4 separate regions of the Mus musculus genome follow, and regions 2, 3 and 4 are each linked to region 1. A link is a contact called in public Hi-C and HiChIP or PLAC-seq data. All regions are on one chromosome and are shown on one strand. Each heading gives the region's core, a stretch centred on a gene start, on an enhancer-like site or on the middle of the called end of the contact. The rest is flanking DNA. Distances are from core to core; before and after follow the strand shown. Region 1 overlaps Ubl3 (ubiquitin-like 3). Region 2 holds the start of 2210417A02Rik (RIKEN cDNA 2210417A02 gene). Region 3 has its middle 34 kb from the start of 2210417A02Rik. Region 4 has its middle 41 kb from the start of Gm36140.

What was found. Hi-C and Micro-C count contacts between places; a contact is called where the count stands out from the background. HiChIP or PLAC-seq counts read pairs in DNA pulled down with a chosen protein or histone mark.
Region 2: a contact with region 1 is called in an H3K4me3 HiChIP or PLAC-seq map of bone marrow-derived macrophages, with 4 times the contacts expected there. The contact joins the promoter of 2210417A02Rik here to the enhancer-like site in region 1. A contact is called at or near these places in 4 of 39 promoter capture datasets (the 3T3-L1 cell line, the C10 cell line, embryonic stem cells and 1 more), 10 of 484 Hi-C or Micro-C datasets (the HL-1 cell line, bone marrow, bone marrow-derived macrophages and 5 more), 6 of 115 datasets of contacts at active chromatin or transcription factors (astrocytes, bone marrow-derived macrophages, embryonic basal ganglia and 3 more) and 2 of 9 other capture datasets (adipose tissue and liver).
Region 3: a Hi-C map of the C2C12 cell line shows a contact between it and region 1, with 3 times the contacts expected there. The contact joins two enhancer-like sites. A contact is called at or near these places in 13 of 484 Hi-C or Micro-C datasets (the C2C12 cell line, the N1E-115 cell line, Sertoli cells and 7 more), 12 of 115 datasets of contacts at active chromatin or transcription factors (the NIH/3T3 cell line, bone marrow-derived macrophages, cardiomyocytes and 8 more) and 3 of 9 other capture datasets (adipose tissue, liver and pancreatic islet).
Region 4: a contact with region 1 is called in a Hi-C map of bone marrow-derived macrophages, with 27 read pairs. The contact joins two enhancer-like sites. A contact is called at or near these places in 1 of 15 datasets of contacts at CTCF or cohesin (large pre-B cells), 8 of 484 Hi-C or Micro-C datasets (the HL-1 cell line, Th2 cells, bone marrow-derived macrophages and 5 more), 3 of 115 datasets of contacts at active chromatin or transcription factors (bone marrow-derived macrophages, embryonic hindbrain and memory CD8 T cells) and 2 of 9 other capture datasets (adipose tissue and liver).

The regions. Positions count from the first base shown.
Region 1 is chr5:148,534,475-148,538,546 of GRCm38.p6, reverse strand. The region is part of intron 1 of Ubl3 (ubiquitin-like 3); the gene reads left to right. Among named protein-coding and RNA genes, the nearest start is that of Ubl3, 16 kb to the left of the region's middle. Within about 2 kb of position 2,191, at least 39 of the 459 cell types and tissues checked have an H3K27ac peak or open chromatin away from gene starts, as enhancers often do. A contact at or near this core is called in the C2C12 cell line, the HL-1 cell line, bone marrow-derived macrophages and 2 more, where this site is marked.
Region 2 is chr5:148,739,744-148,743,815 of GRCm38.p6, reverse strand. It overlaps 2210417A02Rik (RIKEN cDNA 2210417A02 gene), which reads right to left and starts at 1,976. Exons shown (of 2, transcript NR_028285.1): 1 at 1,832-1,976; 2 at 677-1,081.
Region 3 is chr5:148,705,905-148,709,976 of GRCm38.p6, reverse strand. No RefSeq gene overlaps it. Among named protein-coding and RNA genes, the nearest start is that of 2210417A02Rik, 34 kb to the left of the region's middle. Within about 2 kb of position 1,701, at least 163 of the 459 cell types and tissues checked have an H3K27ac peak or open chromatin away from gene starts, as enhancers often do. A contact at or near this core is called in the C2C12 cell line, bone marrow-derived macrophages and pancreatic cancer cells, where this site is marked.
Region 4 is chr5:148,672,631-148,676,702 of GRCm38.p6, reverse strand. No RefSeq gene overlaps it. Among named protein-coding and RNA genes, the nearest start is that of Gm36140, 41 kb to the right of the region's middle. Within about 2 kb of position 2,247, at least 28 of the 459 cell types and tissues checked have an H3K27ac peak or open chromatin away from gene starts, as enhancers often do. A contact at or near this core is called in bone marrow-derived macrophages, where this site is marked.

The DNA of each region.
Region 1 (4,072 bases), core at 942-3,441:
AGGGGATTCTACAATATCTGATATGGTTGTTAAATTGATTACAAACATTTTGTAATTTTACTTTAGTAATTATTTTTTAAATGTTTTAAATATTATTTTTAATTATATGTATGTATCTGAATTAGGTATGATTAGTACAGATGCCTATGGAGACCAGAAGAGGGCATTGGGTCCCCTAGAACTGAAATTACAGGCCATAGAAAGCTATTTTATGGGTGCTGGGAACTGAACTTGGGTTCTTTGCAAGAGCAGCCAGTGAGCCATCTGACCTAGAAAGATTAGTTAGATTTACCAATGAACTATGGTAGAATGGCTACAATTTGATAATTTACTCCCAACAACTGTGATTATTATGAAATAGTATAGCTATCTGTGTGTGTGTGTGTGTGTGTGCGTGCGTGCGTGTGTGTTTCTTTTCTGTGTCACAGTTAGATGTTCCATTGTTCTCTATGGTCAGTTTGGTCAGTTTAATGGAGTAAGAGAGACTCTTTCTCTCTGATGTAGCTGGTGTAATCAAATACATGTCTTGTTAATAGGTTAAGGAAATGGTAAACGTTTCCTTTCAATACAGATCCTTTTCGTACCTAAGTCTTCTTGCCTTGTGTAACTTTCAGCAGTTAAATACAGTTCAGTGAGCAGGGCTTATTGATGGGTTTGCTGAGCACTAGTCTAAGTGCTTTATACACGGTAATTTCATAAAAGTTTCCTGTAATTCTCTGAGGTAGGTGTTGCCCTGTTTACAGGTAAGGAAGCCAAAATGGGACTTTAAAGCAATTTGCTGCTACCTGATGAAGCCAGGATTTAAACCCAAGTATGGTTTCCAGTGCCTGTTAGGACTCAACAAAGGTGTACTGCACTATTTAGTAGGAGGAACATAGAGGCTGGTTGGGGTGTTTGTTGTACACTGTGACCTCAGTCTGACATCTGAGCAGGGAGGGCTGAGGGCTGCAGGACATAGTGACGCCCTGTCTGGAAGAAGGAGAGCAAGACAGCAGAAGCAGAGGCAGCACTCATCTAACACAGGTGCAGCAGCTACAGGCTCAGCAGCTACAGGCTCAGCTCAGGGCCTTTAGCATTTGGCCAGGCTGTCGCTGGGACCTTCATTAGAAAAGCTTTCCCCCAAAGCAAGAAAGTAGCCTGTGTTAGTGCTGTGAGTTAAGAGACCTTGTTAGCCTTTAGCCAAACAGTGTAGACAAAACTTTGAAGGGCTCTCAAGGGATTTATCCTTGTAGCTTCCTATAGAAAAGTTTTGGATTGGGGATCGCAAAAGTGCTTATTGTCCTTGAGTTACCCCTGTGACAGGTCTCAGCTCTTGCTGTCCATTACTTGACATTAAGGAGGTTGATTATTAATTCTGAGTTAAAGGCCACATCCTTCGATTCTCTCTGAATTGTTTCTAATTTGCCAATATGGTTCTTTTCTAACCTTTTCTTTCCTTACAAAAAATGGTGGCCGTTTTGATGGTAGAATAGTTTTGAAAAATGAACATAAAAAGAAAAATGACAATATGTGATTATATAACTTAATTATTATATATAACGTATGTTATATACTTATTTTCAAAGCATCCATAATTCTCTAATCATGCCTTAAAATTCATCAGTATTAATATTATCAAGATTTCAAACACAAAGCTTATAGTGTCACTATTACACTTTCTTGTATCATTTTGAAACAAAGACTTTTACGAATGGAACACTTAAGAATGTTTTGTTTTGGTTTTTTTTTTTTTTTGGTTTTTTCGAGACAAGGTTTCTCTGTGTAGCCCTGGCTGTCCTGGAACTCTCTGTAGAGCAGGCTGGCCTTGGACTCAGAAATCTGCCTGCCTCTGCCTCCCAAGTGCTGGGATTAAAGGCGTGGGCCACCAATGCCCAGCAAGAATGTTTTAAATGGCTTTTGTTTTGTGAACATTGAGAAAGGGGGAAGAGCATTTCAGGAGAATTTTTGAGTTCTTGGGTTTTATGTAAGTCTTGCTGTGTGAATATGCAAACTATTAACATACTAGCTGTTAGTGTTGACCACAAAACACATTTGTAACATACATGTTGTATGAAATAAACACTTTTAAAATATGGTAAAATTAACAGTTACAAAAAGTGCATCATTGTTTAGAAATAGCTCTTGGTCAGAGAAATAGCCTTAAAATGATTGCGGCTTTCTGTGAGGACTCATTAGGCTTCTCTCTTCCTTTTTTATTGGCAGGGAAAGGAAGGAAGCAAACAGTGTTTATACTCTGGTCAAGTGACCTGAACCTCCTTTTCCTTTGCTTTATAAGAGATTAGCTGTTTCTTAAATAATTGATGTGAAGTGTCTCTGAATTCCTGTGGTTTGAAGGCTTTACAGATATCAGCTTTCTCTTCCTGACTGAAAGGATGTGTGTGATAGTATCCTTTCCTCCTTAGTTTAAATTTGGATGTCTCGATCGTGAATAAGAAATCTTGTGAGTGGTGATCTGGGGTAGTTTTCTTATTTTCCTTTCTTGCTGGAGCTAGATGATGGTGAAGTGCAGCTTCTGGGCAGTGCATTTGCACATAATAAATGGTGTACTAGGGACCTGCAGTGAGGACCTAAGGTACAGTTTCTCAGTAAGCCACATTGATCTGCCAGACTGGCAGCTGGATCAAATCATTAAAGAAGACTTTGTTACCAGTTCATGGTAGAACAAGTAGTTATGCCATCTATCTCTCACTGGTTGCCAGGTCTGTCATATTCTTGCATCAGATAGAATTGTGGCTCTTTGAGAGGCAGAGAAAATACCTTTCTTTGTCTGGTTGCTGTCTACCCAGCTCAACCTGATTTGGTTTGGAATTGGAGAAGGGATTGAATACATAAAAATTCATACATTTGTGCGTACAAGTACATGTGGATTTGTTTTTAAATATTATTCCATTTACCAAACTTGATTCTAAGCTGGGCGTGGTGACACATGCCTTTAATCCCAGCACTTGGGAGGCAGAGGCAGGCGGATTTCTGAGTTTGAGGCCAGCCAGGGCTACACAGAGAAACCCTGTCTTGAAAAAACAAAAAACAAAAAAAAAAAAAAGCTTGATTCTAGTATTGATTTTCTGGTGATGTGACTTTTAAAAAAGCATCTATAACCATGCTCTGCTGTAAGAATTGGAATACAGATTACTTTTAAAAATAACTGCAGCATTGGTGGAACTTTTGTTTTGGGGGAACCACAGCATGCAGCCAATAAAACTTGAGTTCTGCATCTTAGCAGACAAGATAGATGATTCCATTTTACAGCAATCTCTGCTCTCTAACAGCAAAACCACACAGTTATAAAGTATACTCCTAGAGGTTTTCAGAGGTCAGTATGGAGTGTGCTTTTTTTTTTTTTTGACATATTTGCTAGTATTTTACACAATAATTTAAAACCCAGCCCATCACAAGACCTTTGCAGTTATAGTCTCGAAAGACAGCTTCTGTGAGAATGGTTACTTCCCAAATAAGTACCCCACAGGCTGTGTATATCTTTCTAACCTAGACAGCATCATCAAGGCAAAATAGCTTTGAGAGGAAACAGGGACTACACATAAAGTAGCATAGTAATAACACTAAAATTGTTGCTGATACAAACACTGTTGCAGTGTCTACAGAACGCCCCACAGTTCAAATGCTTTCATTCATATTTCATTTATGTATCATTCATTCTAAGTCAACCCTGCTGACAGGAGGGGGAAAAAAATCCAAAAAGCTGGCAGAGTTCCCAGCACAGCATACTGAAAGTGTAGTAGAAATACCCTGAGTGTCTGTCTGGTAAGGACTGGAGTCATAGTGTGTAATACATGATGTTTGTGATGGTTCTGCACAAAAACTGCTACCTATGGGATGGTGCCGAGTCATCCACATTCTAAGAGATATTGAGCTTCATGCGGCCTCCAAAATGCAGTAAATTCAGTCCCTTCGTGGCAGAGACGGGACTTGGAGACGTCCTTCATAGTTCTCCCTGTGGACCTGCTGAGCCAAGAGTTGTTTAGTCGTCTGAGAAACCCATCTGAAACCTGCTTGTGGGTGTAGAGGTCTTGCAGGCTGAGAAAACACAGCAGCCTAGGGGTTAAAAATAAAG
Region 2 (4,072 bases), core at 727-3,226, 210 kb before region 1:
ACCGTACACGCTGCTGGCAGACGTTATTTAAACACGTCTGGGATGCCAGACTCTTCTTCAGAGCCACCGTTTCGGCTCCATTTTTCAAACCAACTCAATTTAATGGAGGACCGACATTTGTAGCGTCCCTTGTGCGCAGGGTGGCCACTAACCCAGCCACTGTCCGTTAGGTGTAAGTGGGAGCAGATTGACTGAGACTTCTGGGAATGCTGTTTTCTAGGGGGGAAGGGGGGAGAGGTTGTCTATCCTTCTTCCTTCAAGCAGATATGGCGCCTGGGGTGCTCTGCAGGCATTTGGTGGTGGTGGTGGTGGGGGGGGAAGAAAGGTCATGAGCAAGATGGCCAACCAAAAGACATGGGAGATGGTTAAGTAGATTCATCATATCCACTCTGGGGCATCTCCCTTTGGCCTTATCACCTGGCCATAAGTATTCCTGTGTTGTTAAAGCCCACACAGTCAGATTTCAGTTAAATGCCAGAAAATCAATTCTAAAGGACTTGAGACTATTTCTTTATCGGTATGGGTCATACTCACTTAACTAATCCTCGAGGGTTGAAAATGGTGTGACCTTACAAAAAAGAAAGCTTAATGAGGCTTTTATCCACACAGGAGACTATTTTCTGCAAGATAAATTCCTATACTTTTGAGCCTTTGGGTCAAAGGGTAGATGTATTCAGTTTTTTAAAAAGATTTATTTTTAATTATGCGTAGGTGTATGTGTCTTGGGGTGCGGGGTATGTAGGTACAGGCAGATAACTTGGATTCCCAAAGCAAGAGTCTCAGGCATTGTGGGTGCTGGGACCTGAACTCAGTCCTCTGCAAGAGTGGTATATAACCTTAACTGACGAGCCTACTCTCCAGCCATATCTTCAAATCTAATCAATACTGTTCAGTTTCCTGCTGGAGAATTCTTAATGCACAAGGGCAAGGGTCACTCAAATGACGGCTTCAAGACATATAGAATCCAAAGCTTGACTCTTTCAGATCATCTCCTGGAGAACGGTTTTTCTTTTCTTCCTTAGGAATAGAGGGGCTTCAACGGGTCCTTCAACCGAGAACAAGATACGGGAAGGCTTACTTCCTGAGAGAGGGATGTAGGGAAGAAAGACAGAGGCGGAACTGTGTGCTGTTCCTTTCCCAGGATTCCCCTCAGGGTGCACAGCAGGTGGGAATCACAGCTGCTTTCTCAGACTTAGATTACAGTTCCTGCAAACAGACTCTCTTCTTTCCTTTTCTGACCCAGCAGACTGCTAAGGCGATTAAACATATCTCTGCTCTCAGGTACCAAGTGTGGTGCAGCAAAGAGTTGGACATTGTAACAGTTAGAATTAAGGCCCTTAAAAAGGAGATTCTAAAGGGGCTAGAGAGATGGCTCTGTGGTTAGGAACACTGGCTGCTCTTCCAAAGGGCCTGGTGGCTCCCAACCATGTGAAAGTGCCTGGGAATTTCCAGGTCCTGGGAATCTGATGCCCCCTTCTGGCCTCTATGGGTATTGCATCCATGTGGTGCACAGACATTTATGCAGGCAAACGTTCATACACATAAAATAAAAATAAATCTTTGAAAAGAGAGAAAGAGGGGCTGGAGAGATGGTTCAATAGTTAAGAGAATTTGCCATGTCCTGCTCCACACATCCTTCTCTCGGGCTTCTTGACTCAGCTTGCGGCTCTGTGAATTTTCTTCTGCTCGCCCAGAGCTCTGTGGCAGGGGTCACCCTTCCCACCTGCCTTGCCAGGTCGCCCTCCCCAACACCCCCACTGTTGCCCCATCTCCCCTGTCCCCAGTCAGGTCCCGAGTGCTCCCACCTGCCCTCTCTGCCAGCCACTCATACCTTGGACTCTTTGAGGGTGACTGGAAAGGAGAAGCAAGACCGTGTCGTCATCTAACTTTCCTGTGAAACCCGCGCAGCCGCGGGTCCTAGCACAGAGTCTGAGTTCAGAGTTTACAAAGCTTCTGTTAACTGCTTCCTGCTCTTCCAGCAAGTTCTACAAACCGAACTACAGTTCCCTTCAGGCTTCTCGAACTCACTTCCGGTGCTTCTTGCAGGAAGCCCGAGAGAAGGATGGGTGGAGCCCCACTGGGCTTTCCCCAATTCAATCAGTTTATAAACTAAACTTCATTTCCATGGGGGCAGCTCTTTGAGCTCCCCGCACCCGGAAGTCTCCAGTGGCTCCAGAAGTCTCCCTTGGCACTATCCCATTTCCTTCGGCTCTTCAGCATCACACACATCATGCCTTCACGTCTGAGCTCCTCTCCAGCCTGCAAAATGATCAACAGATGGGGACCACTGTGTCTCCAGAGCCTACCTCATAGTAGGTGCTCAATAAGTATTTGCCGCATGAATGGCTCTTCCGGGGTGCGTAGTAAACACTTGGTAAGAGTAAGCTGAATCATCGAAGGTCCATTTCTGTTTAAGCCTTTATCAACTCAAAACAGGAATTTGACAATGACACCCCCTCCATATTGGCTGCAGAACACATCCAGATTAACTGTCACAAAGCGCCACACTCATCAGGTAACTCTAAAGGAAATTTATCCACAGCTTCCCAATAAATTCTGAGCAAACCTCCCGCCCTCTGTGGCTGGGTCAGGGCCTACAGAATTTCTGGCTTGGAGCCTGGGGTTGTGATGTCAGCCTTCAGGGTTTCTGAGAGCTGAGTGTCTGCCCAGTGCTGTTTGTTTGCAGAACTGGCTCCCTCTCCTAAGCGCCCTGTTTGCACAGGGGTGTTTGCAGCTAGCCGCAGCCTGTGATTAAATCGAAAGCGGCTTGGTGTTTGAACTTGGTCATTCCTGAAGGTCACCAGTGGGCGGTCTCCAGGAGGTCAGCAGCTGCATGCACGAGGCCTTTCAATGACCCCTAATTAACATCTGTACTTGGGAGGACAGAAAAGAAAAAGAGGTGGTGTTTGGCATGTGTCTGGGTGGCTGAGTTATGACACTTTCAAACTTTAAGTGGTTATCTGTCTGATAATTTTTTTTTTTTTTAATGAGGAAGCCCGCTGTCCTTGGGCCCAGAAATATCTGGGTCTGGCTTTTCTAGACATACAAGGTGCTGTCTCGGCAAATTGTGGCTGTAGCTTGTGCAGATGGGAGGTGACACACCACTGGCTGCTTTTCGGCCTTGGGTATAATTGTTGGTGCGGGTGTTGTCTATGGCCCTGTTTACAAGCCTCTGGCAGCCCCTGGCATTAAACACCCCTGGGCGCTTCCTCTGCCAGGATGTGTCCATCTGGAAACAGGTGGGGGAATTATACCTTGGCAACACACACACACACACACACACACACACACATACACACACACACAAGGCCTAGCTATTTAAGCTCTTTCTTCTACCGAGGAGGAAGTCAGGTGATAGCACAGACCTTTTGACACCGGCTCTCCGTCTGCACTCAACAGTGAGTTTGAGCAATTTCTGTAGCTTGTACAGCCTCTAATTTCTCCATCAGTCCGCTGCAGATGATACTCGTTGTGAAGCTATTCCCGGGGAGTAAAGTACAATGGCTTGGACTAGTGTTTGCCTGGGACATGGGAAGAGCCGCCATTACCGATACCCCTCGGGGAGACAGAGCTGAACTGTAATTGGGTTTTAAGTCTGACTGCTGGTTCCGAATGGGGAGGGGGCATAACTGTGCTTACAGCCTCCGATGAGACGTGTCTGTGTGCCAGGTGTGTGCCGATAGCAAAGACTGGTTCTCAGGAGCTGCTGGGACCTGAGGGAGGAATAGACGTGTTTCACCTGTATCTAGAGCCACCCCACCCCATCCTTGGAGGGGCTTCTAGGCTCATTAACTCACCAAAGATCACCATCTCTCCCTGCCTCCCTTCCCCTATACACTCCAATGTGGGAGACTTAAAATGCTGAATTTATTTCTGAACTATGGTTTCTGCTCCTCTTCCTCTGCTGGCTGTCTCCAACCTAAGTATCACTATGACTATGCCAGGGGCCCCACCCCATGCAACACACACACAAACTGTGCCTGTGACCAGGGCTTTCATGGTTGCTTGGCTGAGGAGATCTTTTGGGAAAGCACTTGATCCACAGGGACATGTGGACCTTTGACCCCACAGG
Region 3 (4,072 bases), core at 452-2,951, 170 kb before region 1:
TGCTTCCTGCTCTGACTTTTCAGAGGGCATAATACAAGCACTTAGCAACCCACTGTAAGGTCTTAGCTAAGCACACTCGAGATCCAGATGGGATCGGTAGGGGTTCAGGACTGAGGGGTGGGGAGACCTGGGATTCTTAGAACTCGATGAGATTGGAAGAGGCCTGGGAGACGCCATGCATGCTGGCCAGGTGTCTCTCCTAATGAGACCAAAACTCAAAGGCTCAGAGAAGTCACCCCAATACTTACTCTCTATCTCTGGAGTTGGAGATGAATCATCTGTCCTTCCATTTTTAAAATAACTGTGTGAGTAATAGTGCTAATATTTTCCATTTTAAGAGAAACCCAGAAAGTGAAAGGAGATTGTTTTCCTTAAGCAATGCAGATGCCAATGTAATAAAACCCTTCGAGTACTTGTGTGTGCGTACAGCAGGTAAAGCATGTCACAGTGGGTTCACCCTGGTCACATGGAAGGACACCGGACTTTCTGACCAGGGTCATCTAAGTATCTGGGAGAAAGACAGGGGTTTAACCTTCCCTAAACTACTGAATGCCACTGTAATAATTGGTTGCCAGGGCACTGGAAACCTTCGGGATGGGTGGCTCCACGGAGCCTGCATCTGCTGGCTGCCCTTCTGTCGGATGCAGGAGGCGGACGTGGGGGAACCAGCTCTCTGTGGCTGCAGATCTGCACCCTGCCTTTCCTCCCCAGCTGCCAGTTTGAAGGGCATGTGGGCTGTGTGATCCCTTTGTTCCTTTGAAAGAGAAGAGAAATGTGCTCGGTGTAAAAATAGGGTTTAAAAGGCTTTAAAAACCAATCATGCCACATCAGGACGGGTGACAGAGGAGAGTGCTTCCTGTGGTGGCACCTGCAGAGACCCCTCCCCCACCCCAGGTATCTCTGCCCCGCCCTGCTTCTCCTCTGCACCTCGGATTGGGTGCTCCTGGGATTCCATCTACTGGAGCCACTTGCTTTTAGGGTTTAAAGAGAGTCAATTCACTCACTGGGGGCAGGAGACAAAGCTGGGCTTGGGGCTGGGGCTTCTCAGTCCTCTCTCTGGTCCCCTTATTTTTACTTAAGAGCGGCAGGCTTTTCCATTAAAGTTCCCAGATCTTCCTCCACAAGCCCTTTCTATATTTTTAGCACCACAGTCCCTCTTATCTGGATGTGGTAACCCCTTAAAGTCTTTGAGGGCCATCCAAAAAACATCCAGGGTATCTTGTTAAAGGACGAAGCGTCAAGAGCGACGTGCCTTTTACATACTGGACCTCACATCACCTTTTGCTAGTTTTAAGGACTTTATTTACTCTTTAAGGGCAAGAATCGGGCCCTAGGTCAGCTAAAGATGCACTCCATTAAAGATGCACAATTAATTCCGTGGCACTCTGTAGGGATCTCTGCACACGACCCTCCAGCATGGCTCCTTCCTTGCTGTGACAGCCTCAGTCAGGGGCTGAGGCTTGTAGCTCAGTCTGTAATCAGTTGTTCTTCACTGCTGGCCTTGAGGGGAAAAAAAGTCATTTGCTGTGCCCCGAAGGGAGTCTTTAGTGTAATTCCACATTCCTGGCTGGTACCCAGGGCCCCACACTAGCTGTCAGTCCCACCTAGCTCCCTCCTCACCATCCCCGTGTTACACCAGGGCCCCACTCAGGGCTTTGGCATCAGACCTTCATCCGAGCTTTCAATCTCAGCTCTGCCAGTGACTCTGGGTAAGCAATTAATGAGTCACTTTCCTCTGGAAAGTGGAGTTAGTGGCACTTCCTTTATTTGTACAGAGAAGGCTTTTGAGCATATGTGAGACTGTTCGGTGACTTGGAACAAGAGCTCTTCCCTTCTGAGCTCTCCTCTGTGATTTGTCAGAAAAATTACCATAACCAGCCCACAGTGCTGGGTGAGTGGTCTGACAGCTGTCTCCCTGGTGCAGCCCTCTGAGTAGCGCTAGTGAGGACCCTATGCTGACTGCAAAGATAGCCCACCCCCCACCCTACCCCCATAGCCCCCCTTTCCAGACACCCACCTCCATTACTCCCATCAGTCCCTGGGACTCCTGGGATGGCAGGGAGGCTAGGAACCACCCCACCCCACCCCACCCCCTTTGCCAGATCCTCTACCTTAAGAAAACATTACTGGGGTCCAGAGAGATGGCTCAGCAGTTAAGAGCACTCACTGCTCTCACAGAGGGTCTGAGTTCAGTTCCCAGTACTTGTATTAGATAACTCACAACCAACCATCTGTGATCCCCCCTACAAGGGATCCAACACCCTCTCCTGGCCTCTGTGGTCATACGTGTGTGAGCGTGCACACACACACTTTAAAATTTTTTACTTCACAAGAGATAAAAGCTGTCCACACACTTCAACTTTTCCTAGAGATCCGCTGAGCTCAGCTAAACCTCGCAGTTCTTAGGAAGTGGTGGAGCCAGTTCCACACAGGGACCCCAGCCAGCCAGCTTCCATCTACTCTATCTGTGCTCTTGACAGAGTGGCTCTGCCTTTGAGGATCCAGCTTCCTTATACAGAGATCCTAAATCGGGGTATTGACGCTCGCTCGTTTCTCTTGCCCACACATAGCATCAGCTTTAATGGCGTGTTTTCCGAAGACGCTGCGAGAAAGCCAGGGGCAGCTCCTGCTGTTGCCCTGCTGCCACCAGAACATCATCATGGTACACAGATGCTCTGAGGGTCTTGTCAGAAGAAGCCTGTATCCTAGGAATAATTAAATTTTGCTGCAGAGGAATGAACGGGTTGTGTGTCCTTCATTCCGCTATTCGGTCATTGACACTAAGATTCGCCCTGTGCCTTGCAACGGGATTGTGGAGGAGACAGGAGCCCACAGGCTGATAATGCACATGGGATCCAGAAGAAGCAGACGGAAAGACTCTGTGTTCAGGGGGTGTCGGGGAAGCAGGACACGTTTACAAGAATGCCGTTCTCTTTCACCTCGGCCTTCTTGCTGTCTGGGTTTATGTTTAGTCTCCACAGCAGCCTGACTGTCTAGGGCAGACTCACAGCATATCTGATGTTTCCGTCAACAGCTGATGATCCGTGTGATCTCCATCCTATAAGGTTTAAGGGATTCTGGGAAATTCCTGGTGTGATGCCACAGACATCATAAGGTCACAAGACGGTGTGTGTTAATGGGTTGCTGGCATCCACCCGCCGGCTACACTGCCAGATGTATCTGAGCCTAGGACATATAATTATGTCCAGTACACAATATTGACAGCGCTGGTAAATAGCTAGACTGCTAGTTTATGCATCTTCCATGCTTTCCTTCCATTCTTTCAGAGTGTGTGTCTACTTATTAAAAGCAGTTTACTGTAAATGATCGACCGGCATTAAACTCCACCCCGAGATCTACCAGCATCTGGTGTTTACTGTCTCTTGACCACATGGGATAATTCGCCTGGACACTCAGGCTGGCCCAGCAGTGAGCTGTCTTCTCAGGTTAAGTAGCACAGGATTGAGGCTGCCTGGAGCTTTACCCCTCCTAACACCCAGTCCCTGGAGTCAGGTCAGTCTGACCTCACCCCTTGGATCTAGGCTATGGCTAAGTGACTCAGGCCAGATAAGAGTTCTGTCTGCCTGGCCACCGGGCCACCTGGATTGATATAGAGATAGAGTTTGCCAGGTAAGATGCAGGCTATTTTATTTTTTAAAGATTTATTTATTTATTTTATGTATGTGAGTGCACTGTAGCTATCTTCAGACACTCCAGAAGAGGGCTTCAGATCCCATTACGGATGGTTGTGAGCTCCCATGTGGTTGCTGAGAATTGAACTCAGGACCTCTGGAAAAACAGTCAGCGCTCTTAACCACTAAGCTATCTCTACAGCCTGATGCAGGCTACTTCTAAAAGCCCAATTAAAAATTTGAATTCAGGCAAACAAATCGTTCCTTCTACATGCCAGATATTTCATGAGACACTGCTAAGAAATTATTTGTTGTTCATTGTGAAATTCAAAAATATTTTTATTCGATATTATAAAAATAATCTTTATAATACTCAGGAATTTCAAGGTTAATGTGACATTGTTATGGTTTGGACGCATCTGAACCCTTGGTTCTGGATC
Region 4 (4,072 bases), core at 998-3,497, 140 kb before region 1:
AACAAAAACGTGACAAGGTGATTATAACTTAGGCACTTTTAGCTATTGAAAACAGCACCTCCCCTGAAGTTTGGTTATCTATGCTCAAGAATTAGTCGGCATCTGAGTTCTCTGCTCTTGCACCCCATGGATTTATAGATCCATTGCACTGGAATGAGAGAGACTCAACGATCATTGATCAGCCCTTGCACATCACTGAGGTTTCCTCATTGTACGCGATAGGGTGATCATGACTTCCCTACTAATTCATTTTTTGGCTGGCCTCTTTTGTAGAGTTCGCCCTAGGTCATCTAGCAGCTATTGTCACACAGAACTGCGGTATCCAGAGACGGGCAACTTTCCTCATGCACAGACCAACCTAAGACACGGGACCCAGTGGCGATAGGGTTACCCTATGACGGGTAAGGCTGTGACATTAGAGGAACGACCTAAAACAGCAGCCACGGTGGATGGACATAATTGCACAGGCCTAGTCCAGCCTCATTTTATTAAAACAAAAGGGGGAGATGTGGGAAGCCACATGTGCCGTTGCAGGGTGGCACTGGCCACCACTGGCCACCACACATACATAGGCAGTAAAGTTTCTTGCCAAGATGAGGTTTTGAGAGTTAACCAATCAGATGAGAGACAAGTTAACCAATCAGATGAGAGACAAGTTAACCAATCAGATGAGAGACAAGTTAACCAATCAGATGAGAGACATGTTAACCAATCAGATGTGAGACATGCAAATGAGGTGGTAAGCATAACCCATGCATAACCAATCCGGGTGTGAGACACGCCTCTCCTAGGCCTATATAAGCAGCACCAGTTCTGGGCTTGGGGTCTCTCTTCGCCTCTGCAATCAGTCTCTCCCAATAAACGTGTGCAGAAGGATCCTGTTGCAGCGTCGTTCTTGCTGGCAAGTCTGGCGTGCGCAAGAGCGTCAGTCAGGTCTGGAGTCATCTTGTGTAATTGTTGGTGTCCTTCATCTGGACTTAGTCAGCTTGGGGAGGGGGTCAACTGGAACAGTCTGTTGGTGACCTTTGTCTGGATTTAGTCAGCTTGGGGAGGAGGTTCAGCTTTATGTCTTAAGACTTGGTGGTCATCTTTTTCACTTGGATTATTATAAAGAATTTAGTTTTGGCTCCCAACACAAAATATACAATATATATTTTCAAGTTTATTTGTTTTATGTGTGCATTTTCCTGTGTGTCTGCCTGTGCACCATAGGGGTGCAGTGCACACAGAGGCCAGAAGACGGCGTCAGATTCCCTAAAACTAGAATTATGTATGGTTGTGAGTTCCTATGTGGATGCCGGGGGGAACTAACCTGGGTCATCTACAAAAGCAGCCAGTGCTCTTAACCACTGAACTGTCTCTCCAGCCCTCAACAATTTACACTTAAAACGCAAAAATAAGAAAGATCCCAAGTTTAATAGTGGACAAAAGGTCTGAATGAACAGTATACAAAGAAGAAAGCAGGAAAGTATCCAAAAAAAGATGCCCAAAGAAGAAGAGGAGGGAAGGAGAGGGAGAGGGAGGAGAAGCAGAAGAGCAGGAGGAGGAAGAAGAAGAAGCAGAGAGGAGGGGAGGGGAGGGGAGGGGAGGGGAGGGGAGAGGAGAGGAGAGGGGAGGAGAGGGGAGGAGAGGGAAGGGGAGGGAAGGGGAGGGAAGGGGAGGGAAGGGGAGGGAAGGGGAGGGAAGGGGAGGGAAGGGGAGGGAAGGGGAGGGAAGGGGAGAAGAGAAGAAGGGAGCATTCAGAACCTGCTCAGTTCTATGGCTCAGGGGTTCAGGATGCCACTGATCGACAGCTAGTTTACTTAAAGTGTAAAGTCCAGGGCCAGAACTTCAGACACAACAGGAGTCAAGAATCTGCATTGCTTCTGTGATTGTTTCCTGGTGAGTTTGAGGTGCCCTGTGAAGACAGCATGCTCTCTATTGAGCCTATCTCTTCTCCTTTCTAAAGAGAACCTGTTTTAAAAAGTCCTGTCACGTCTCTCCTAAAGACTAGCTTTCCATGCCTGCCAAAACCAAGTGAGCAGCCCAGCTCTTTGGGAACTAAACTTTCTCCTTCTTCGCTGCTCTTGCTCCCTTCCCATCTGCTCACCCCCACCACCACTCCCGCCCCCATCCCGCTTGGCTTTGCTACCTCTTCAGCCTCCTGCCTTGACGCTCCTTTAGAGCCACTGCCTCCTCAGCCCCAGCCACACTTCCGGTTCCCTCTCTTCTCCGCGAGGTGCTTGTTGGTGAGATCTCGCAGCTTCCTGGCACTTGCTACAACAATGGATTCTTGCTTCTGTAAGTTGCCTTGGTCTTAGTGCTTTGTCACAACAGCAGGGAAAGCGCCAAATACACACGTGACAGTGTTAAAGTTTTGCAATCATCCTCTGAAGTAAAAAGTGTTCTCCAGTAAAGAAAAGAGTCCGGGCTCGGCCTAAATATAAAGCCTCTGACGGCTACTCACACAGAGGATGGCTGGGCCTCGGGGTCCGAAGATCTGGATTTCAGCAAGTAATGTTTGCCACTTTCGCCACACTTCCTTTCAGTTTGCTTCAGGAAAGGGTCCATGAACTGACAAAACAGCTTCCATTTCAGATCACACCAGATAGGAAGTTGTCTGCCAAGTTCACTGCATCTGCTACTTAATCAGGTAATGGCACAAAATGCCCAGCAGCTGCAAGAAAGGGACGACCGACGACTGTCAGTACAAGGATCAATCAGTTCAGGAGAGCAATAACTCCTGCCCTTCCTCCAGCTGGGAACAGTAGGGCTTCAAATGCAAAATAAGATCACACTGTGAATGGAGTCAGGGCTCACTGGAGAAAGCAAGCACACTATGGCGACCCCATACATTCTTCTCGCCCAAGTTGTAACCTTGTAGCTGTTGTAGCTGTGGCTTCTGAACCTCTCTCAGGTTTTCTGGGCCACTCACTCACCGGCCACACTAGTGACCTAGTGATCTAATGACCCTTGGGACTAGAAGGCAGAGGATCTGGAAAGCAATTTGTTTCAGGAAAGACACATGCCTGCTGGAATGAAACAATGTGTGAATAATTGTGTATATCAGAAGCAAATGGTGCCTGCGGCCTTCTTTCCTAATTGGGTAGTTTCTGCTGGGGCCACTGGGGGAAATTGACGCTCTACAGAATATCTTGAAGAAACAGGGTAAGGAAACCAACTTCCCAATTCCTTTTGTGAAGCTGGTCTTACGCTGCTCCTGAAATAGATACAGAAAAGAAATTCACGTATCAATGGCACTCAAGAACATATAAACACTCTTGAGATGCCAATAAGATTCAGTTACATGTCAAAGGGATTAATCATATCCCACAAATAAAGGAGGGGTTATCTCAGGTTGATTTAGTATTGCAAGCCCACAGTGTAATCCATTAAAATAACAGGAAAAAAAACCAACCAAACAAACAAACCAAAACCATGGTTTGATAAATCAGTAAAGGAAAAGCACGTGATGAAATTTAGTAGTGGCCACTGTGATTTAAAAAAAAGAAAGAAAAAAGACACACACACACACACACACACACACTCAGAAAAATAGGAACAGAGTGAAATGCCTCAAGCTGATATAAATAATGGCTCACAGTCTGCCTTGCTTGGGAAGGCAGGCTGCCTTCCTCTGAGACAGAGACACTCAGGCAAGGGTCCCTGGGCACTCAAAAGAGTGATAGAAACAAATTCCTGTCAGTAGTACCTCATGGAAGAGTGAAACCGTTTCCCGGGCAACTGTTTTCTGTTCAGCTATGGAGGAAGCTACTATGTGGCTTGGACAGTGTCTCGCAGTCAGCGTGAGGTACAGGGGAGGGGTTCACAGACCTCTAGCAGGAAGCTCAACTGAGTGCTCATTTGGGATCTCGCCCCTGCTCTGGACGTTGCCACAAGCGTTTGGAACTGCTGCTTATCATACCCAAGTTGAGTTCTGGAACACCTGCTTTTCAAAGACCTCTGCTCCGTGATCTGAACTCCTGCAGATGTCGTCACATCTGTCTGGGAGGGCTTGTATGGCACACTACAATTCAAAACTAAACGGTCGGCTACCAAAACTCTTTTGGAGGCTCAAGACATTATAAACACA